2 separate regions of the Oryctolagus cuniculus genome follow, and region 1 is linked to region 2. A link is a contact called in public Micro-C data. All regions are on one chromosome and are shown on one strand. Each heading gives the region's core, a stretch centred on a gene start, on an enhancer-like site or on the middle of the called end of the contact. The rest is flanking DNA. Distances are from core to core; before and after follow the strand shown. Region 1 overlaps ATOX1 (antioxidant 1 copper chaperone). Region 2 holds the start of SLC36A1 (solute carrier family 36 member 1).

Region 1 (3,606 bases), core at 274-2,773, 260 kb before region 2:
GGGTGCAGGGACCCAAGCCCTTAGGCCATCCTCTGCTGCTTTCCCAGGTACATTAGCAGGGAACAGGATCAAAAGTAGAGCAGCCAGGACTTGAGCTGGCATCCATATGGTGCCATATAGCTTAACCCATTTCACCAAAAAGCCAGCCCCTCAAAGAGTTTTTAAAGCACAGGAATACCCAAGCACCTATTCCATTAGCGATCAGGGGCTAAACGAGGTCCTTGCATGTCCTTTATTATTATTTTTTCCAATTAATAAAAGAGGGGGCCAGCGCCATAGCTCACTTGGTTAATCCTCCGCCTGTGGCGCTGGAATCCCATGTGGGCGCCAGGTTCTAGTCCCGGTTGCTCCTCTTCCAGTCCAACTCTTTGCTGTGGCCTGGGAGGACAGTGGAGGATGTCCCAAGTGCTTGGGTCCCGGCACCAGTGTGGGAGACCAGGAGGAAGCACCTGGCTCCTGGCTTCGGATCAGCACAGCGCCGGCCGTGGTGGCCATTTGGGGAGTGAACCAACGGAAGGAAGACCTTTCTCTCTGTCTCTCTCTCTCAGTGTCTAACTCTACCTGTCAAATAAGTTAAAAAAAAATTAATAAAAGGGAAGCTTCACATCAGGAGGCTGCCCAGTGGGGGAAGTGCCTTCTTCAACCTTGGGGCTGAGGTCTCCCATCTCACCCGTCAGGGTCTCACGAAGTTCTGCTTCTCTTTGTCCACTCAAGCTCCTTTGTTGAAGAGAGAGAGATTACATGTCCCTTAGACTCTGAAAGAGTTCACCGTGTAGCTGGGGAAGAGAGGAAAAGGCATCTTCTGCAAGGGTCTTGGAGGCCACACCCACGAGAATCTTCCCTTTCTGTTTATTGGGCACTGACAGGGGAGGGGTCCAGTGCTGCTGGACCCTGGCACAAGATCCCGCTCTGCACTTCACCTTGGTCCTGTCTCCTAATCTCTCCCAGGGGCAGTTTCCATGTCTGCATCATGCATAACACCTGAGCCTTGAGGAACTTGGTAAGTCGAAATAAGACTTAATTTAGACTGGGCTAGTGTGCGGGCAGGATTCTAGTCCCATTATGAAAGTACTAGATAGGCCTCCGAGCCCTTTCTGCCTGTGTCTTCTGGGAGCCTAAGGCCACTTTCACAGACCTCATGGCGTATGGTCTCGTGGCCACCAGATGGCAGTGTCTTTTGGGTTTGGCCACAGGAAAGTTTCAGGCAATTTCTGAGTGCTCTAGGAAGACAGGCTGGAGGACATTTTTTCCATTTTTGGTTTGCCCAAAGAGCCCTGGTTCAGACTGGCTGGTGTACTTGGAAAGCCCAAGGGTGGAGCCACTGATGCGTCTTAGGGCGAGTGGTCCTTGGAGGAGTTGCTTTCTTTTGAGTCTTCTTGGCGCCCCCCCCCCCCCCCCGCCCAGCTGGAATCTGTTTCCAGTTGAGGTCCCTGGTTCTGTTCTTGGCGGGGGGGGGGGGGGGGGGGGCAGAGAGGGAGGGGATACTCCTGTGTGTCAGGAGCTCAGCTGGCTGTCCGTCGAGCAGAGGGCACACGACAGAGGACAGGTCGGGTGGGCAGCCGATGTGTCCACATAGTCAGCAGCCTCCAGCACCTGGCCCCAACCTCCCCCACCCCTCACTGCAGCCAGACTGCTCCCCAGGTGCCTCTGGAAACGGAACAGTCTGCTCCCCCAGCCTCCCTCCCATCTCTTTGTCTCTGGGTAGAAATTCCTTTCCCTGCCTTACATACCACAGCCTCCATGAACCCTCTCAACAACTGGAAGTAATTTGTTTCTCCTCTTGGCCTGCAAAGCATTTATCTCGCAAGCTTCAGTGTTGTGGCAAAGCCTTTGTCCACGTGTATTTCCTACCCTCAAGGATACGCCACGTGTCTCTCCTCCCCACATGGAGCAGGCACTTAGGGCATATTACATGGGCGTTTTATGTAGTGTGTCCTGCTGTCACACTGCTGCCACTCCATCTGCACCTGGGCTTCCTAAGACAGTGGGAGAGGACTGACCTGGCCCTCGGCGGGGTTCAGTAGGTATTTGCTGAGTTAATCCTACAGAAGAAGTGATTGTCGGATTTAATCCTTTTTGCTGGTTTGTATTTTTGTCAAAATATCCTTGGTTATGAGTATAGCAGCCTGAAGCCACCCGTGGTGTGTTCCCGAAACTGTCCATTGTGTCTGCAGCCACCACAGGTGGCAAAGCCCACCATCTCTGCCTTCATTGATCCACCCAGCCACCCTATGGCCATAGCCTGGGTTTGTCCTGTACCAAGGGTCACTCTGCCTCTGAGGCAGAGTTGGAGTGCAGTAGGACTTCGAGCTGGACTTGGGCAGGCTCCATTCCACAAGGTGGTGTGGGCCACACAGGGTGTGCTGGCCAGGCTCAGCCCCTCTGTGTGCTGAGTGAGCTCAAGCAAGTCTTTGAGTTTCCTTCCTTCCTTCCTTCCATCCTTCCTTGCTTCCTTCCTTATTTTCATTTTATTTGAAAGGTAGACACACACACACACACACACACATAGATGAGACTAAGACAGGGAGAGAAAGATCTTGCATCTGCTGGTTCATTTCCTAAATTCCTGTAACAGCTGTGGCTAGACCAGGCCAAAGCCAGGAGTTTAGGATTCCATCTGGGTCTCCTATGTGGGTGGCAGAGATTTAGAACTGGGGTCATCATCTGCTGCCTCCCAGGGTGCACATTCCCACGAAACTGGAATTGAGAGCAGAGTTTGGATTCGAACCCAGAGACTCTGAAATGGCATCTTAACCTTTGTGCCAAATGCACACTCCATGAATTTCTTTTTCAACAGCTTTTTTTTGTATGTATGTAATTTCATAATCAACTGCATTTATTTAGAGTATGTAATTTTTAATGATTGTGTCTTATACAAACCCATTCACCCACAAACTCTTAAACCATCCCCAGAGTCAACATAGTGACTACATCCATCACCCCAAAAAGTTCCTTGTGTCCTTGATAATCCTCCTGCTCTCTGAGTAACCAGTAATCTGCTTTCTGTCACTGTCAATTAGTTTGCATTTTCTAGAATATTATATAAATATAATCACTGTGTTATTCATTTTTTCTTTATGAGTTCAATTAGCATGATTGCTCTCAAATTCATCAATGTATCATTTTTATTTATTTATTTATTTATTTATTTATTTATTTTTGACAGGCAGAGTGGATAGTGAGAGAGAGAGACAGAGAGAAAGGTCTTCCTTTGCCGTTGGTTCACCCTCCAATGGCCGCCGCGGCTGGTGCGCTGCGGCTGGCGCACTGCGCTGATCCGGTGGCAGGAGCCAGGAGCCAGGTGCTTCTCCTGGTCTCCCATGGGGTGCAGGGCCCAAGCACTTGGGCCATCCTCCACTGCACTCCCTGGCCACAGCAGAGAGCTGGCCTGGAAGAGGGGCAACCGGGACAGAATCCGGCGCCCCGACCGGGACTAGAACCCCGTGTGCCGGCGCCGCAAGGCGGAGGATTAGCCTAGTGAGCCGCGGCGCCGGCCCATTTTTATTTTTTAAGATTTATTTATTTGAAAGAGTTACAGAGGGAGAAACACATACAAAGGGAGAGAGAGAGAGAGAGAAAGTGAGTGAGAGAGCAAGCTTCCATCTG
Region 2 (3,866 bases), core at 1,174-3,673:
GACAGAGGGTGAGCATTTAACACCTGGCTTGACACTCCCATATCCTGTATTGGAGGGCCTGGGTTAGGAATCTTGGCTTTGTTTCTGATTCCAGCCTCCTACTAATGCAGACCCGGGGAGGCATGCCTTTCACATGGCAGATCCAGAGTGAACTCACCACTCCTAACTCTGGGCTGGCCCAGCCCCAGCTGTTGTGTGCATTAAAGGAGTGAACCAGAGGATGGGAGATCTGCCTCTCTGCCTTTCAAAAAGCAAAGAAAAACAACTGAGACACTCATGAGAAAGAAAAAGATGGAGTACTGAACATGAGAATGGTGATGTGAGATCAGAGGCAGGGGAAATTACAGTCTTACAAGTGTCCCTCTCTACCCACTCTCCTTCATGTCCCACATGTTAACAAGCCCAGTCCTAGAACTTCACAAAACCTCTGAATTGGAAGAAAAGTTAAACTGTATCTGGTCCAGCTGTTTACCCAGTACAGTACTGTCATCTACAACAGCCCCACAAATAACTGCACAGTGACAGCCACTTCCAGTAGCAGGAAGCTCGGTGCTCAGTGCTCCAATATGGGAGACAACCATTCCTTTCAAAGTTCCAAGTTCACACAAGAAAGTCCCTCACTTGTACTTCCACCCATTGGTCCTAGTTGTAGTCCCTGGAATACTACAGAATAAAAGGAATCCGCCTCCTGATACAACCATTGGAAGAGGCACACTCTGGATACCCACAGCTGCCACGGGAATGGGGTTGAAGGCACAGCCACAGGATTTCAAGGGAAAATGAAGAGCCAGGAACAGGCAGCTATAAATGACATGATCTAAAAGATCTGGAAACAAAGGGTGAGACTTAGCACATCACTGCTTACGGCTCTCACCGCAGGCTCACGCTCAGACTGAAACACCTGCCTTTTTTGTTCCCTTACTTCTTGGGAACATCTTTCAAGAAAACACGTTCTAAATGTGCAGGTTTGTTAACTACTGCAAACCAGGCTCCAGACAAAAGGCACCTTTAAGAGGGCCCTGATCACGTTCAAAATAATAAAGACGGTGAAAATCAGCTTGGGCTCTCAGTAGTTCACTGGGACAAAACACAAAGATGGAGAGGGGAGAGGGTTTCCATAGCAACTTGGGAATAAATTTAGAGGAAACAGCTTCCTGGACAACTGGATTAGTTAAGTCCTGTTACAAGGTTAGTTAGAGTACACAGGAAGGAAATAATTTCTGAGGAGAAAAAAAAAAAAAATACCAGACCTAGATACAGAGAATGACAGGCCAGGAGGGGCCCCGGAGGCCTCAGCCTCATCATGATACAGACAGAAACCGAAACGCAGGTGAGGATGGGAGCCCACCGTGGCCGATGCGGACCAGTCTCCCAGTGCTCCTGTCCCAGTTCTTTCCACCACGCCATGCTGCTATTTTATTTCAGCATCCTCGCAAACCACCAGTGTTGCTCAAATCTAACAAGTTCCAGGCAAAATAAGGCCAAGGCTTTCCCACTCTGCAAGTTACTGCCAAGCTCTTCTCAATCTCAGCCGAGCCACCACAGCCTCCCAGCATCATCCTCCGGTTCACATTCCATATCCCGGTACGATTTGCACAAAATTGCAGCTCGGTTAGAAAACGGACCTACAGAATGATGAGTTTGCAGAAACATCAGGAGCAAACAGGCAACCACACCCCGGGGCCACTTCAACCAGTGGAGGAGGCAGAGAGCTGCCAGAGAAAAGGGACGGGAAAGGGAGCTCCATCCAGCGGACAAGTTCCCTGCAGGAGGCGGTGTGCGGAAAAGCACCAACCAGCGGCGGGAGCGAGGTGCGGCTGCGAGCCGCCGGGCTCACCCGAACCCTCGAGCCCCGGCTTCCCCAACTGTGCTGGGGGCACGGATGACCTTCAGGGTCTGGGGCTCCGGCACTCTGTGCCCCAAAGTCTCTTAATCAGCAAGCCGGGCACGGGGCTCCCGCAGCGGGGAGGGACCGGCCCGGGGTCGCCAAGTCCTTTTGCGAGCGTGGAGAAGCCCAAGCTGGGTCATGGGGAGGCGCCTCCCCATTCTGAGACCTCCGTTTCCCAACCTGTCAAACAGCTCGGGAGACCCTCAACCCCACAGGGTCAGGAGAAACAGCGCGGCGGACAAGGGATCTCCACATCGCCTGGAATCGCAGCTCCGAGCCGGCAACCAGGGAGCCGCTCCGCGGACCCGCAGCTCAGGCGTGTCCACCCACTGACCGACAGCATCTGCTTCCCCCGAGCGGAGGACGAGGTGGGCCCTGCAGAAGGCGGTGACCGCGGCCAGCCAGAGCAGGCCTGCGCAGGAACTCACCGCTCGGATTCCGGCTCCAGCCCGGGCTCCGGCCGGCGTCGGCGCAGCCCACCTCCCTGCCTCAGCGCCGACCCCTCACCATCCTCCTTAGCAGCCGGGCAGCTGCTTCCGGACCCTGTCACGTGACTAAGGCACCCCAGCCGGAGGCCAAAGTCACGTGTTCAGTGCTGCTCTTCGCTCCCGGTGCTCAGGAGTTCTTCCCTATAGCACCCCCTGGCGACCTACTGCTGCCGTTGCAGCAAGGACCCTGCTCCTGGGGGCGGGGGGCTGGCTCTGGCAGGAAGGCGTGGATCTTGGAACGCGGATGAGTTCTGGAAAGAACACCCTTTCTCCGGTTGTGGGCTTGTGAAAGACTGCTAATTTTTAACACATCTCAACGAACACGTATCGCGTTTCTAATCAAGAGATAAAACAGCTTTTTAAACATTCCCTAGTCACGTTTCTAGATGCACAAAGTCTCACCTGTAGCAGCTACTGGAAATGGGACTGTGTGGTCGGGTAACATTATCTTTTACATATTTAGATTTTTAAAGTGACGTTTAAAAATGGATGGCAACGTCTCAGCATGTTTGAAAGGTATTATTATCTAGGTTTCTCCTCTTCCCTCCTCCTGTTTGCAGATTTTTCTTTACAAAATATGTAACAAATAGCCTTCAGGTCAAAACCTGCCACAAGAGAAAAGAAGTTCATTACTTAATGACAAAAGGGTCAATTTATCAGAGGACATAATAATTGTAAATATATGCGCCAAACACTGGAGCACTTAAATAAGTACATAATAATGAATACGGAGGGAGAAATAGGCAGCAGTATGGTAACAGGAGAGGAATTCAATGCCCCGCTTTCAACAATGGGTAGACCAGACAGAAAATTAATAAGGAAATCCTGGCTTTGAATTGCATTTTTGACCAAATGGGTCTAATGGACATATACAGAGCTTTCTTAAGGAACGTTCTCCAAGATAGACTATACACTAGGCCACAAAAAAAGTCTTTAGAAATCTAAGAACATTGAAATAATATCTAGGCCGGCGCTGCGGCTCACTAGGCTAATCCTCCACCTTGCGGTGCCGGTACACCAGGTTCTAGTCCCGGTCGGGGCGCCGGATTCTATCCCGGTTGCCCCTCTTCCAGGCCAGCTCTCTGCTGAGGTCAGGGAGTGCAGTGGAGGATGGCCCAAGTGCTTGGGCCCTGCACCCCATGGGAGACCAGGAGAAGTACCTGGCTCCTGCCATCGGATCAGCGCAATGCGCCGGTCGCAGTGCGCAGCCGCGGCGGCCATTGGAGGGTGAACCAACGGCAAAGGAAGACCTTTCTCTCTGTCTCTCTCTCTCACTGTCCACTCTGCCTGTCAAAAAAATAAATAAATAAATAGTATCTAGTATTGTTTCAGACCACAACAGCATGAAACTAGGAATCAATAACATGAGGAATCTTGGAAAATCCACAGATATGTGAAAATCAGGCAACGTGTTCCTGGTCAGCCACTTGGCCAAAGAAGAAATCGAAAGAGAAATTTTAAAATATCTTCAGACAAACAACAGAAATGTA

The links. A called contact is a pair of places that touch in the nucleus more often than the background predicts.
Region 1: a contact with region 2 is called in a Micro-C map of ear pinna, with 9 times the contacts expected there. The contact joins the enhancer-like site here to the promoter of SLC36A1 in region 2. A contact is called at or near these places in 4 of 6 Hi-C or Micro-C datasets (ear pinna, psoas muscle, skin fibroblasts and 1 more).

What each region holds. Positions count from the first base shown.
Region 1 is chr6:38,712,403-38,716,008 of mOryCun1.1, reverse strand. ATOX1 (antioxidant 1 copper chaperone) reads left to right here. Exons shown (of 5, transcript XR_007918994.2): 4 at 949-1,000. Among named protein-coding and RNA genes, the nearest start is that of ATOX1, 17 kb to the left of the region's middle. Within about 2 kb of position 1,523, at least 3 of the 8 cell types and tissues checked have an H3K27ac peak or open chromatin away from gene starts, as enhancers often do. A contact at or near this core is called in ear pinna, where this site is marked.
Region 2 is chr6:38,455,981-38,459,846 of mOryCun1.1, reverse strand. SLC36A1 (solute carrier family 36 member 1) reads right to left here and starts at 2,423. Exons shown (of 11, transcript NM_001082183.1): 1 at 2,317-2,423.